2 separate regions of the Sus scrofa genome follow, and region 2 is linked to region 1. Evidence: chromatin contacts called from public promoter capture Hi-C data. All regions are on one chromosome and are shown on one strand. Each heading gives the region's core, a stretch centred on a gene start, on an enhancer-like site or on the middle of the called end of the contact. The rest is flanking DNA. Distances are from core to core; before and after follow the strand shown.

The links. Promoter capture Hi-C pulls out the DNA fragments that hold promoters and counts their contacts.
Region 2: a promoter capture Hi-C map of fetal liver shows a contact between it and region 1, with 3 times the contacts expected there. The contact joins the promoter of ZNF389 here to the promoter of LOC110261670 in region 1. A contact is called at or near these places in 1 of 5 promoter capture datasets (fetal liver) and 1 of 47 Hi-C or Micro-C datasets (heart right ventricle).

What each region holds. Positions count from the first base shown.
Region 1 is chr7:21,218,195-21,222,419 of Sscrofa11.1, forward strand. It overlaps LOC110261670 (histone H2B type 1-J), which reads right to left and starts at 2,369. Exons shown (of 1, transcript XM_021099843.1): 1 at 1,535-2,369. The coding sequence starts at 2,309. The coding sequence ends at 1,929. LOC110261666 (histone H2A type 1) reads left to right here and starts at 2,609. Exons shown (of 1, transcript XM_021099839.1): 1 at 2,609-3,493. The coding sequence starts at 2,638. The coding sequence ends at 3,030.
Region 2 is chr7:22,005,218-22,009,442 of Sscrofa11.1, forward strand. It overlaps ZNF389 (zinc finger protein 389), which reads left to right and starts at 2,167. Exons shown (of 2, transcript NM_001145130.1): 1 at 2,167-2,215.

The DNA.
Region 1 (4,225 bases), core at 1,119-3,618:
GCTTTATGGATCCTGGCTTTTTACCTAAAAGAGACACAGAATTTTGAACAGCTATAATCTAGAGAAGCATGACTGCTTGTTTGGTGTCAGCTTCTTGTTTATGACAACCTGAATGATGTGGGATTTAGTTTCCTTCACCCGTTCCGGGCAAAGTCAAAATAGGATTTGAAATGCCAACCAAGGAAATTTAAAATAGAATCTGATTTTTGTTTCAGAAGAAAGCCTGAGATAAATGCCCTCAGGCTTCTCTGCCTTCATTAGACCCCACAGAGTCAGGTTTCTGTTGCCACTGGGCCTCTGACCACTAGTGCCAAATAGGTGGAAACAAAAGTTTTAGGCGAAGGGGAAAAAAATAGCTTTTTTGCTTTGCCGGCAAAGGAGGCCACAGCAGACTAATGCTTTAAAGGCTGTGTTCCCTCCTTTGAGCAAGAACAGATGGTTTGATAGTTTGGGAGTGGAAAATAGGGCCACAGATTAAAATCAGAGTAGATGAAAGCTTGTATTCCTCTTCAAAGCTGGTGTTTTTGGCCCCTGGGACTGGTTCTAGTAGTCTTGAAATGAAGAAGGCTTCATCAAGAAGTTAACACCTTCCATTTGTTGGGGATTTTAGTTCTGCAGAACTTAAAAGATATTGTTCCATGCACTCCTGGAGGAGAAACCAGGACCCTTTATTTTCTCATAAAGAAAATACATTTTCGTCAACTTTTCAATATTCTAATATATCACAGGATTGATAACATGAAGAAAACACCTGTATTTATTTTTTAATTCAGATTTCTTCTGTTTTCTCCACTGAGCCTTAGAGGTGAAAAAGTATCAGGTTACACAAGGAATGTGTCTGGTACATTCTTGATGTCTCTTCTCCACTGAGTGACTGTATGTTTGCAGTTTAGGCCTGGTGAATCAAGGAGGTGGCATTCAGTAGTGAGACTTTTATTGTCAAAGAGTACTGACTGAGAAATTTTTGTTTCCTCTTCTGGTGAGACAAGGCTGCGCTATAGTTTCTCCATTGTTCCTCCATTGTCTCTGCATCCTCTCCCTTTCTTGACTAGCGACGGTTTCAACCTGCCCTTTGGAAACCACTGAAGGTCAAGGCTGAAGCCTATTCCCCTGCAGCAAAGAAATGGGGGGCGCAGAAAGGCTTTTGTGCACAGTAGCCCCTTAGGGCCGGGATCGGTTTCATTTCGTCTTTTAACGTCTCCCATTATACGGATATAGAGCAAGTGGAAATCAATATTCTAATTAAAAGTAAAAGTGTTTGTACTCCTCAAGCTGAAAATTACATTTCTTTCTCGTCAAAGAGAAATTCGAGAATAGAAAATCTCATTCTGGAGAGAGAAAAAAAAAGAATGAAAAGCAGAATGGTCTACACAAAATCTTTTACTCAAGGAACTTGTGTGCGCTGGTCTGAGAGAGGCGGAAAGGGGATCCTTTCAGCGCACAGAAACCCCTTAGTTTCCGGGATGCCGGCAACCAGACAGGCCGTGGAGAAGGGCGGCGCTGATCGCGGCAAATTTAACTGCCGGCGCCAACCTCTGCACCCGGGTAGGTAGGACTCCAGCTCTGTCCGACAAGTTACGGGAAATTTTTGATTTTACTTCCACTACTTAGCTGTAAAATCTATCAGAACTGATAGCTGAGCCCTTTTAAATATACTTAAGTTCCTAAATAACCGTGAAAAGCTCAGGATGAGGTTACACAAGGAGCTCGAGCTTTGCCAAGGTCAGATAACGTTACTCCTGTTAGTGGTCTCTTGTTATTTTGGGAACAGAAAGTTCTTTAAGACTGTTCAAGAAATTGTTCTGCTCGGCGACTAAATACCAAAATTACAAACGCCCAGCGCAAAAGTAAAAAGCACCAGCTCTCTTTCTGAAAGTGTGGGTGGCTCTTAAAAGAGCCGTTAGGATCGTTAGCAACCAACTCACTGTTTACTTGGCACTGGTGTATTTGGTGACAGCCTTGGTACCCTCGGACACGGCGTGCTTGGCCAGCTCCCCGGGCAGCAACAGGCGCACGGCCGTCTGGATCTCCCGGGACGTGATGGTCGAGCGCTTGTTGTAATGCGCCAGCCGCGAGGCCTCGCCAGCGATGCGTTCGAAAATGTCATTAACGAACGAATTCATGATGCCCATAGCCTTGGAGGAAATGCCGGTATCCGGGTGCACTTGCTTCAGCACCTTGTACACGTAGATGGAGTAACTCTCCTTGCGACTGCGCTTGCGCTTCTTGCCGTCTTTCTTCTGCGCCTTGGTCACAGCCTTTTTGGAGCCCTTCTTCGGAGCTGGCGCGGACTTTGCTGGCTCAGGCATAATTCAAAGCAGCTAAAAATGCCTCCAGGAAAAATGAAAACCGCTATGACGAACACACAATGTGTCCTTTTTATATAGAATCTCTTATGCAAATAAGGTGATTAGCTAAAGACTTTGTCTGATTGGTGGCTAATCAAGTAAAATGTCCGGAATTAGTTCTGTCCAATCAGAACGCAAGAGTCCCAAACTCGCGTTTTCATTGGTTAAATTAAGCCAAAATGTTAACCAATGACACGCATTCTTCTTCGCGCCCAATAAGGGTTATAAAAAGTGCCGCGCCTGGACTTTCGCTTTGCTAACTACCACAAGCGAAGCTGCTGTCGCTATAATGTCGGGAAGAGGCAAACAGGGAGGCAAAGCCCGCGCCAAGGCCAAGACTCGCTCCTCGCGGGCCGGGCTCCAGTTCCCGGTGGGTCGAGTGCACCGCCTGCTCCGCAAGGGCAACTATGCCGAGCGGGTCGGCGCCGGCGCGCCGGTGTACTTGGCGGCGGTGCTGGAGTACCTGACGGCCGAGATCCTGGAGCTGGCGGGCAACGCGGCCCGCGACAACAAGAAGACGCGCATCATCCCGCGCCACTTGCAGCTGGCCATCCGCAACGACGAGGAGCTCAACAAGCTGCTGGGCAAGGTCACTATCGCTCAGGGCGGTGTCTTGCCCAACATCCAAGCGGTGCTGCTGCCCAAGAAGACTGAGAGCCACCACAAGGCCAAGGGCAAGTAATGGCCTAGATTTCGGCGACACGCATCAAACCAAACCAAAGGCTCTTTTCAGAGCCACCCACATTTTCTGGAAAAGAACTTAACATCTATCTTGTTTGGGAAGATGAAAAGAGATTTAATGTGAAAATTTCCTTAACTTCTAGTTTGGTCAAGTCGAAGTGTGGTAAAAGGCTTCATATTTGAATTAAAAAGTAAAATGACTTCATAATGACACATTAGGTTCATTGGCTGTGGAAAGACGGGCAGCTGAGTGTTTGGGGCGGGGAGTAGAGACTATTTCTAGGGCGGCTTGTAAACTGTTTACTACAAATGAGCGGCTTTAAACAAATTCTCGACTCGGGAGGCCAAAAGTTCAAAATCTAAGTGCTGCTAGGGTTCCTGCTGGAGTCTTGAGGGAGGAATCATTCTGTACTTGCCAGCTTCTGGTGGTTGCCAACAATTCCTTGGTTTGTGGCAGCATATCTTCAATCTCCCACCTTCCCAGTGTGTCTCTCTGTCCTCTTAGGGATAGCCAGCGGTCGTTAGGTTTGGGCCCACACTATATCCGATTGAAACAGTGGCATACGTGAAACATTTAAGCAAAGACAAGTTTCAGGAAGTTAATTAAGTTTAAGACCAAGAATGTATAAGCAAGATAAAGGACAGAGAAAGCAAGGGTAGAAAGTGAGTTCATAATCAGAGGTCAGGTCATGTAGGACTACAATCATGTAGGATTTTATATGCCATGATATAAGTTTGCAAATCATTCTAAGAGTTTTGAACAGAGGAATGGCATAACGTGATTTACACTTCTTCAAAAGTTCATTAAGGCAGCTATATGGTGAATACAATGTTTAGAAGTAATATAAATTAGAAGGTGATTGCAGTGGTCTTTTTGAGAGATTATGGTGGTTTGGCTTAAATTGGAGACAATAGACAATAGGTAAGGATACATTTTGCAGATATAACCAATATTTTGCTGACGGATTTGATATGTTGTGTGTAGGAGAGAAGAAAATAATTTTCTCTACTCTTCTGAATTCTCGTCTGAGACTCCCTATAATAAAGGACAAACTAACAGGAGGAAAACAACCAAAATTGTTTTAACATGAATACCTCATGTATACATGAGAGATACTTAAGGGAAATGAGTAAACTCAAGATGGCCCAAGCTATCACCTTACCTACCATCCTTGGCTAAAGACAAAAGAAAGATG
Region 2 (4,225 bases), core at 917-3,416, 790 kb after region 1:
CAACTTGGATTTATTTGGAATATTTATTGGTGTACAGAGTGAGTAGGAGTCCAATTTAATGTTTTTCTAGATGATTACTCAGTTCTCCCCATACATTTATTGAAAAGTCTGTTCGTCTTTTTCTGTCTTTTGTCTTTTTAGGGCCACACCCATGGCATATGGAGGTTCCCAGGCTGGGGACCAATCAGAGCTGTTGCTGCTGGCCTACGCCAGAGCCACAGCAACGCCAGATCCGAGCCGTGTCTGCGACCTACACCACAGCTCATAGCAATGCCAGATCCTTAACCCACTGAGCAAGGCCAGGGATCCAACCCACAGCCTCATGGTTCCTAGTTGTATTCATTTCTGCTGCGCCAAGACGGGAACTCCTGTTCATCTTTTTCTTACTGATTTGCTCCCTTTATTATATGCTGGACTTCTTCTTGTGATTGTGAAATGGCACAATGCCCTATGGTCCTCCCCCCGCCCCCATGTCCTCTGCCTGCCTTTTGTCTGTAGAATAACTTTAGTCAAAGAATAGGTTTAACCAGAGAAGTGAGAAAACACTCAAAAGGAAAACAAACGAGACCAAATAGTAATAGTTTAGTCATTAAACAAAGTCAAGGGCTTAGTTCCTCCTCAAGGGCTATACATAATATTCTGAGCCATATCCTGTGAGCCAAAACCCGCATCAGGTAGAAGGTCACTGCACGATGACCAGACTGTAGCCTTGACATAAGCCGCCCACAATTCCAATTGGCCTCAAAGAAACGAGGACAAACCAGCCCTGGAACTGAAGACTAACTATTCTTAAACAATCAAGATGATGCTGATCAGACCACCATATGACCAATTTCAAGATGACTGTCAGAGGTGATCATGCTGCTTCTGCCTATGAAAGCTCTTGCCTACTGATTGTCAGTGGAGGGAGTCAGACTTGGTAAAGGAGTAGCCTTCCCTCCCCCATCACCAGCCTCCGAAATAAAGCAAACTTTCCTTTCCACAGATCTTGCCTCTTTATTGGCCTTAGAGTGGTGGAGCAGCCCAACCCTTTCATAACGTTTGCTTCTATTTCCTTTTTTTTTTTTTTTTTTTTTTGTCTTTTTATTTTTTTAAGGGCCTTGCCCACGGGATATGGAAGTTCCCAGGCTAGGCGTTGAATTGGAGCTGCAGCTGCTGGCCAGAGCCACAGCCACAGCCACCACGACTCGGGATCCAAGCCACATCTGTAATCTACACCACAGCTCATGGTAATGCCAGATCATTGACCCACTAAGTGAGGCCAGGGATTGAACCTGCATCCTCATGGATACTAGTTGGGTTCATAACTCACTGAGCCACAATGGGAACTCCCAACATTTGCATCTATTTCTGAACTTTCTATTCTGTATCATTTGTATGTCTATCTCACCTACCAGTACTACACTGTTTAATTATTAAGGCTTTATAATATGTTTAAAATCCTTTAGGACAAGTGCCCCTTCATCTCCCTTCTTTTTCAGTTTGCCCAGGCAGTCTTCAACTCCAAAAATCTACTTATTAAAGATTTGAATTGTTATTTGAATAGCGCTAAATTTACAATTAATATAGGGGAGGTCTCTGGTGGCCCAGTGGTTAGGGACTTGGCTTGTCACTTTTGTGGCCCGGGTTGGATCCCTGGCCTGGGAACTTCCGAATGCTTCAGACTTGGCCAAAAAAAAACAAACAAAGCACAACAAATTAATATGGGGATTACTTTCTGAGACTTAAGCCCTCAGGAGCTATATTTGCTGGTCCCCCTGGAAGGAACTGGACTGTTACAGATCTAGGTTCAAATTTCACCTCTGCTCTTTTATTAGTTGTCCAGCTCAGAAAAGTTATCTGTTTGGTGGCATTCCCCGACGGTTGTGGATGTTCCCAGACCACTGACCAGAGCAACAGCGACAATTCGGGATCCTTAACCTGCTGAGCCACCAGGAAACTCTTCGGGTTTCTTATATATGAGAGGAGGACTGTAACGTCTGCTCTGCAGGATTAAGGGAGGTAAAAAACCTAAAATGCCTTCTGGGTAAATAGAACCCTTTCCTCTCTCCTTTCAGGTCGTCGGCTCACGAACCACCGAACCACCGAGAGGGAAGCCTCCAGGATCCTAGAGCGACCACCAGGTGCCGGGGGGCGGGGTTCCGCGGAAGTCGACCTCTGCAGGCCAGTGCAGGCGTTAAACGGACAGTGAGGTCACGAGATCACAGTTTTCCAGGTAAGTGCTCCCTCGTCTTTTCCCTCGGGTTTGGAGTGAGCGCTGGGGCGAAGAGCCACAGAGGGGGTGACTGCGCGCTGCGGCTCCTTGCCTCATGCCCCTCGATCCGGCGCCCGACCCGTGTCCTCCACCGTCTTCGCCTGCTCCTCCCTTCTCTTTTGCTCCCTTTTTCTTCCCCTTTTCTCCGCCCTCCCCCCTCTTCTGTCCCTTCCTCTGGGCCGTTGCTGTGCTAATATTGCCACCTCCCCAGAGACACCCCCCCCCCGCGCCCCCGAGTTCCCCACCTGCAGCTCAGAGGCTCGGAGGACTCACCGTCTAGCGAGTGACCCCCTTGGCTTTTCCGGCCGGGTCCCGATTTCCCGGCGCGGGAAAGGGAGGGACGGAGAGGGAGATCTTTTCTCTTGTCCCTGGGCCCTTCGCTCTCCTTTGTGTTGTTGTAATCTTGGTAGCTGAGGGACCTTTGGCAACTTTACTTAGATGTTCTTGAAATATTTTCGTTTTGCCTCAAAGAGAAAGTCAGTTTAGCTGAATGTTCTGTTCATGGAAACTCTTCTTTTGGTATCTATATTCCGTTCCGCTTCGCCCCCCATCCTTTTTCTTGAGTTTCAAAGATGAGAGCAAATGTCTTTCGCGTTGATAGCTTTTCTTCGAAATTAAAAATATTAAGGTATCTGATAACAGCTCAGAAAGGTACTTGGTACATAATTGTAGCCTTAAGATATTTTACTCAGGAAAAAAATCATTTATTTTTCTTTGTAGTTTCCTGAAGTTAGTATCAGCAGTTTGGGGCTGGGAGGGGAGTATATTAGGGAAAAGAGGGCGCATTGAGGCAGCTAACCGCAGGAAAGGCTAATTCAAGTGTGAGCAAGCTACAGAACAGAAGGGGTTTGGGTAGGACCAGCTGCTTCCATGGTAACCATGTTCCTGGACTCTAGGCTAGGGTTCATTTGCGTGTGACCTGCGCCCTGAGTGAACCTTTTTCAAACCTGATAGAACAGCATCACTCAGAAATGGTACAATTCCTAAGCCGTGGAGGGTGTAGTGTCCATGACAGTAAACCTGTGCTTGATTTGTGGGGCTTGAAACTGATTTAAGAAAATCAGAGGCTCTACTTGTTTGGGTAAAGAAGTACTGGAAGGAGTTCCCATTGTTGCGCAGCAGCAGCGAATCTGGCTAGTAACCATGAGGTTCTGGGCTTGATCCCTGGCCTGTTAAGGATCAGGCATTGCCGTGAGCTGTGTGTAGGTCACAGACACAGATCAGATCCAGCGTGGCTGTGGCTGTGGCTGTGGCATAGGCTGGTGGATACAGACCCTCCTTCCTACAGGAGGCTTGTGTTAAACTTTGGCGTTTTGTAGTTTTCTGATCCCTAGCCTGGGAACTTTCATATGCCGCAGGTGCAGCTCTAAAAAAAAGAAAAAATACTAGAAAGACGTAAGAAACTAATAAAATCGATTACCTATGGGGGTGGCAAACTCAGAGGGAATCAGGGTGGAAATAAGATCTCTCTGTATCTTTTTAGATCATTTTGACTTTTGAATTGTATATTACCTGTTCAAAAACATAGACAAATTTTTAAATAAAATTTTTATTTTATTTTTATTTTGTCTTTTGCCATTTCTTGGGCCGCTCCCGCGGCATATGGAGGTTCCCAGGCTAGGGGTTGAATCGGAGCTGTAGCTGCCAGCCTACGCCAGAGCCACAGCAACGCGGGATCCGAGCCGCATCTGCAACCTACACCACAGCTCACGCAACGCCGGATCGTTAACCCACTGAGCAAGGGCAGGGACCGAACCGGCAACCTCATGGTTCCTAGTCGGATTCGTTAACCACTGCACCACGACAGGAACTCCTTAAATAAAATTTTTAGAATAGTTTCTGGGCATTTTAGATTTACAGAAAAATTGTGAAAAGAGTACAGAGTGGTCTCATATACCCCACACCCAGCTTCCCCTGTTATTAATATCTTACATTTTATAGTACAGTTGTCACAACTATTGAATTACTATT